Regions from separate parts of the Rattus norvegicus genome. Here region 1 is linked to region 2. A link is a contact called in public Hi-C data. All regions are on one chromosome and are shown on one strand. Each heading gives the region's core, a stretch centred on a gene start, on an enhancer-like site or on the middle of the called end of the contact. The rest is flanking DNA. Distances are from core to core; before and after follow the strand shown. Region 1 overlaps Sorbs3 (sorbin and SH3 domain containing 3). Region 2 holds the start of C15h8orf58 (similar to human chromosome 8 open reading frame 58).

Evidence for each region. Hi-C and Micro-C count contacts between places; a contact is called where the count stands out from the background.
Region 1: a Hi-C map of Schwann cells shows a contact between it and region 2, with 2.8 times the contacts expected there. The contact joins the enhancer-like site here to the promoter of C15h8orf58 in region 2. A contact is called at or near these places in 5 of 12 Hi-C or Micro-C datasets (the A7r5 cell line, Schwann cells, liver and 1 more).

Annotation. Positions count from the first base shown.
Region 1 is chr15:51,676,493-51,679,214 of GRCr8, reverse strand. It overlaps Sorbs3 (sorbin and SH3 domain containing 3), which reads left to right. Exons shown (of 22, transcript NM_001005762.1): 7 at 1,498-1,536; 8 at 1,925-2,018. Among named protein-coding and RNA genes, the nearest start is that of Sorbs3, 17 kb to the left of the region's middle. Within about 2 kb of position 1,389, at least 12 of the 93 cell types and tissues checked have an H3K27ac peak or open chromatin away from gene starts, as enhancers often do. A contact at or near this core is called in the A7r5 cell line and Schwann cells, where this site is marked.
Region 2 is chr15:51,641,342-51,644,463 of GRCr8, reverse strand. It overlaps C15h8orf58 (similar to human chromosome 8 open reading frame 58), which reads left to right and starts at 1,490. Exons shown (of 7, transcript NM_001134571.3): 1 at 1,490-1,612; 2 at 3,048-3,122. The coding sequence starts at 1,564.

The DNA.
Region 1 (2,722 bases), core at 140-2,639, 35 kb before region 2:
ATTGTGGAAGGAGAGGACTGATGTTTGTAACTTGTCCTCTGACCCTCACATGCTGTGGCACACATGTGTTCACATACACACACACACACACACACACACACACACACACACACACACACACGAAACATTTCTAAAACATGAACAGATAAAACAAAAAAACCCTGAAGGGGCTGCAGGGTTAGGTGGCTGCTCTTCTAGAAGACAAAGGTTCAAGTCCCAGCCCCTGCATGGCAGCCCACAACTCTGTAACTCCCGTTCCAGTGGATCTGGCACCCTCTTTTGGCCTCCATGGGAAACTGGTTATACATGTTGTTCACAGACACACGCACACATAATATATAAAATAAATGTAAAAGTACGATAAATTTAGGTATAAGTAGTCATATTCACACATACCTGTAGACATCCTCTCATAAATCTTATAGCGTCCCCCAGATTACTTATATTTAATACAAAGTAAATGCTGAGTTAGTAGCTATATGTACACTGTATTGTGCTGCTTAGGGAATAATGACAAGAAACAGTCCGTGTACATGTGCAGTACAGATGTGACATATTTTCAAAGTGGGCCTGGTTGAATCCATGGATGTAGACCCTGTGGAAACAAGGCTGAATGTATTTGAAAAACTTTGAGACTAGCCAAGATCACACAGGGAGATGGAGAAACAGTCTTTACAACTGAGCCCCCTGAGCATGTGGGTTCGGAGAATCCCCGCCCAGGTGAGGAAAGCAGCCGAGAGACTAGAGATGCTTCCAAAAAGAGACAAGGAGAACCAAATAGTCTCCCTGTGTCCAGATAAGAAAACGGAGTTTCAGAAGGAAGAGCTGTGACAAATGTTACCACTGAGTCAAGCTAGATGATCATAAGATGATAAGTCAAGACCATAAGGCTGGGTGCTATGGAGGTCCTGATTCCCCTGGGCGTGGTGGTTGGGGCAGCAGTGGTGGGCAGCAGGCCTACCAGGAAAGAGGACTGAGGGCTAGAGATAGGGTAGTATGGTTGCTGTGAGAAAAGCAGTCACCCAGCAGCAGAGGGAGGTGAAGGCAGGCTCCTGAGAACAGTATTTGGGTGTTAGAACCATCGTCTCCATCTCACCCCCTGAAAATCCTGAACACTGAGAGGAATGGGACTGGGCAAAGGGAGAAATTAGGCATTCCAGTTGGAGAAGGGAAAGAGAAAGGGGCTGGCATGGCCAGGGCAAGCCTACAGAGGTCAGGAGAGGGTCAGTGTGTGTGAATAAGCAGGAGAACCTAGAGAGTGTGGTTGCCGCCCATTTGGCTCTCGGGGCTAAAGGCTGCCAGAGGCAGGCATTTCAAGCCCTCCCAAGGGCTGCCTTCCTAATTCCTTCCCTCCCTCAGGACATTCTTCAGGCCCTGACTCAGCCCTCAGCCCTTGCTCCAGGCAGAAGGGAGGCTGGGAGTGGCTAGGCAGGTTCCTAGAGCACCCTGTCCTCCACTCTGTGTTCCGTTGGTGACCGAGTCCTTTCTGTTCCCCAGACCTGCAGCTGGACTGGACCTTGGAAGACCCACCCAAAGGTGAGAAGTGTGGGTTCATTAGTTGGAGTCTGGAGACGTGTGGCCTGGATTTGGGTGTCTTCCTGGGTGGTATGATTCAATGCAAGAGAATCTTAAGGAGCACATCTGGGAACACTAAGTCCCCTGGTAGGCAATGACTAAGGCTACCTTCACTGTCCAAAGAGCCCTTGTTTCGCCATCTGTTGACCAGGTTTCTCTGGGCCTCTCTTTTCTTATCTGTGAAATGGGCATACCACCTGTTCCAAAGCTGTTTTGAAGAGTTTGTGTTACAAATCTCTTGAGACAGTGCCCATGTCTGTCCCTGTGAACCTGTTATCCAGGTGTTAGAATGGCAAAGCTTAAAATAACTGCCTAACACTTGTCTTTGTCTGTCTTCATTCATCTCCAGTGGTTTCCTCACGTGCCTCTTCTGCAGACCCCAGGCATCCAGGGCCCCAACAAAGACCTGCCTCCAGGCCTGGCACAACTGGGACTTCGAGCGGGTGAGCTATGGCCAAGGCAATACAGAGACTAGTGTCCTCTTGTGGCCAAACCTGGCACAACCTGGGAGCGGACAGGAAAGGGTCTATTATTCCACTGGGCTCTAGAGGGGCTCAGAGGGGCTCCATAGCTGCAGATGCTCCAGCTCACCAGGCTCAAAGATAGCCAGGGACAGAACCACTCCTCTTGTGCATCAAAAGCCAGACCCTCACAGATCCAAAGACCATAAGTGATATGTGTCCAGGGCACTAGGGATGGAAACTGTTAAGGGCAGCTTGGACATGTGGCCCTTCCACTTTAAAAACTGAGAGGAGGGCTGGAGAGATGGCTCAGCGGTTAAGAGCACCCGACTGCTCTTCCAGAGGTCCTGAGTTCAATTCCCAGCAACCACATGGTGGCTCACAACCATCTGTAAGGAGACCCGATGCCCTCTTCTGGTGTGTCTGAAGACAGCTACAGTGTACTTATATATAAAAACTGAGAGGAAAACCTATAGCATGAGTGAACCCAGTTTTCTATCAGACTGTGGCTCAGACGTGCTCTCCAGAGAGGGAAAGGAAGAAATCCTGGCCTGAGTATTCAGGGGTGCTCTGCTACACCTTGGGGACCTGGAACTCTGCTTGGTGGTAAAGTACACCAGCTGTATGTGCCTATATGGGGTAGAATTCAGTTCACCAGCACAGCCATTACTGACCTGTAGCCTTTG
Region 2 (3,122 bases), core at 241-2,740:
GGGGCGGGGCCCTACCTGTGGTGGGGAGTGTGTTGGGGAGTGTACTTAGTGAAGTGTGTGTGGGTTCTTTGTGCTGAGACACTGCATTCCTGCAGGCCTGGCTTCCTGTTTCTAGATGCATTCCTGCCCTAGTCACCACGGATACTGCTGCTTGGAATCTGGGCCCCACATTTTCCAAATTCAGGGCAAAATCAGGCAAAGGATCATCCTGTTTTACTTCCCCACAGTTTCACCTTGGGGGCGGGAGCCGCCTGGCTTGGCTGGGAAGCTTGCTTCCCTTGATCTTCTTGGACTTGGAGAAGGCAGTACAGCCAGGCCCAGCATCCTGTTTCCCTCGTGTTTAAAGGACAGGGATGGGGGTGGGGTGAGGCAGCCAGCAACCCTGGGAACTCACGCTGCAGGAAAAGGGCTTGACCTAAACATCAAGGTTCTGAAGATGACAGAGGACCGCAACTCCAGCTCTCATCTTGCATCTGAGCCGGGGGAGGGGGAAGGAGGGAGCTCAGTTTCCCAACTTTATAGTACTAATATTTGATTGTTGGTGGCTCTCTGACAGAGAAACCAGTGGAGAGCTTTTGGGGATGGAATCTAGGAAGAAGCAAGGAGAGTGGCGGAAGACTTCCACTGACTTCCAGTCACCCTTATCTGCCTCTAGGGTGTTTGAGGCCAGCTGAGATTTTCCAGTCCTTATTGGCTTCTGAGAAAGGGGATGTTTCCCTAGAAGCCCCAGTACCATCTGGTAGTTGACCATCAGCTGCTGCCTGGGCTCCTTTTATAATGGGGTTGAGGTGGAGTGGGACCAGGCCAAGGGTGGTGGCCGCTGGGGTCAGGGAAACATTTAAACTTCTGCTTAGCCTCCAGGCTGTGGTTCACCTCTTGCTCACACACTGCAGACCCAGATAAGACAAGAGGTTTGGGCTGGGTAAGGGGTTCATAAGTAGCTCTGGACACAAGTGCCTTGCAGTGAGTACTCGGTAGGTTTTCCGAGGGCACAGAACCCTTTCCCCTTTCTGAGGGTCCTGCCCTCAAGTCATACAGCTGTGAGGCCGGATACACTCTTAATCTGCCTTCTTCCCTCCGCCAGCACTGTGGGGTTCCATTTCCTTCCGGGCTGTTGTGAGTGCAGCTCTGCAGCATTAGTCAGGTTCCAAGCTGCAGCAGCAGGAACATGAGCAACGCGAGCTGTGTGTGTGTGTGTGTGTGTGTGTGTGTGTGTGTGTGTGTGTGTGTACCCCGCTCAGCCAGCCCGCTATAGTCCTTGAGTGGGTACACTCTCCTCCAAGAGCACTGAATTGAGAGACTGAATTGGGGTACTTCTGCTGCTAGGTCTAGGGGGATAAGATGCCTAGGGAACGCAGTTTCCAGACTGACGTTGCTTGGGTCAGCGCCCTCCACCTGCGTGCCGCGCCCCGCCCCGGCCCGCCCCCCGCGGGGAGTGTCTCGGGACCACGCCCAGCTGGGCAGGGACCGGCGGGTTGAGCTGCTTGAGCGCAACTAGGGACTTGGAGGACGCCCGGGATCACTCCGGTGCTGTTGCAGTGGTTTCCGCGTCTGAAACACGCCATGCTGAGCCGTCGCCGCGTCTTTGCGGTGGAGCAACTTGGCGGCCGGGGTGAGTCGCGTTGCCTCCTACCCATTCTCCAGACCCGCTCGAGCGACGTCCACCGGCCGCACCCCCTCGTTTCCTTGCTTTGAAGGAGTAGAGTGAATAGGCTTGGGACGCCATACACAGTGCAGATCCTCCGGGATTTGCGGTCAATCACCCACCACCCTTATCCTATTGGTCTGTGGTCTCCTTCCCCCTAATCCCAGTTGTGGAAGCTTCTATGTGAGGTTGGGTGATTCCGATATCCTTGCCCCAGCCAGCAGTCCTTTGGTGGCCACAAACTCATTCTCGGGGATGGTTGGCGGGCATAGGCTTCCTGGTACACTTTCTGATCCAGAGGGGACCGGCTGGCATCCTCTTCCCACCAAAGCAGCCCAAGCTTCTGCCTGATTCCTGTAGACCACCCAGACCATAATAACCCCTGGCACAAACGTGGTAATAAATGAATGCTAGACAAGGGGGCGTGGGGATTCGTGCCTATAATCCCAGCACTTGGGAGGCTGAGGCAGGAGGAATATTGGGAGTTCCAGCGCAGTTTAGGATACAGAGTAAAACACTATTTCAGAAACAAACTAAACCAAAAATCAGTTTCCTTGTTTTACTTAATTTATATTTAAAGATTTTTGTTGTTGTATTTAAAATTTGGTCTTTTGTTTGTTTTACCGGTGTGGACTGGCCAGGGAAGTCAAAAGAGGGGCTCAGATCCCTTGGAAATGGACTTAAGAACATCCATGTAGGTGTTGGGAACCCATTACCCATCTTCTGGAAAAGCAGTCAGTATTTTAAAATACTGAACCATTGATCCAACTCCAAAAATTTCCCCCATTTGTCACATGATCCTCCTTCCTTGCTTAAAAAGACAAAATTACCCTAAATGATTATAATTGCTATTATTTTTGTGTCTGCTGCTGCTTTTTGTTTTGCAGTGAGGATGGGACCTGGTGCCTTGTGCATGCTCTGAAAGCTCTCACATTGTCATATCCCAGCCCCAGCTGTTGTCATTTTTCTAGTGTCCTCATAAATTCCAGCAGATACCTCATCCTGTTTCCTGGTGTACCAGGGACTCCAGAGAGCACTGTGTAGCTCCGGCCTTCACCTTGTTCTTTCTCTTTCCCATATCCAAGAAGTCTGAGGCTCTTAGACTTGATTGTTTCAGCTGAACCTTAGTTAAGGGTCTGTTAAGCTATCTGCATCACTGATTGTCACGACTTGCAAGGACCTTGCCTACCACAGGCTCAAAGTGTAGGTTTCTGTTGGCGGTCAACAATTGTTATAAGAACACCATCTAGACTTATCTTCCAAGCAGGGGTAGAACTGTATATCAGTGGTGATGTGGATGTCCTGTGTCCTTGTTCACCTCTGGTACAGGACATACCTCCTCAAGGGAATGCTGGGAGCGTCGAGGGCATCCTACCCAGGTTGATACAGATTCTCCTTACAGATGGGGCCTTTGAGGACCTGGCACAAGGCTGTGTGGTGCCAGGAGTCACTTGCACCTACAGACGGATACCAGACA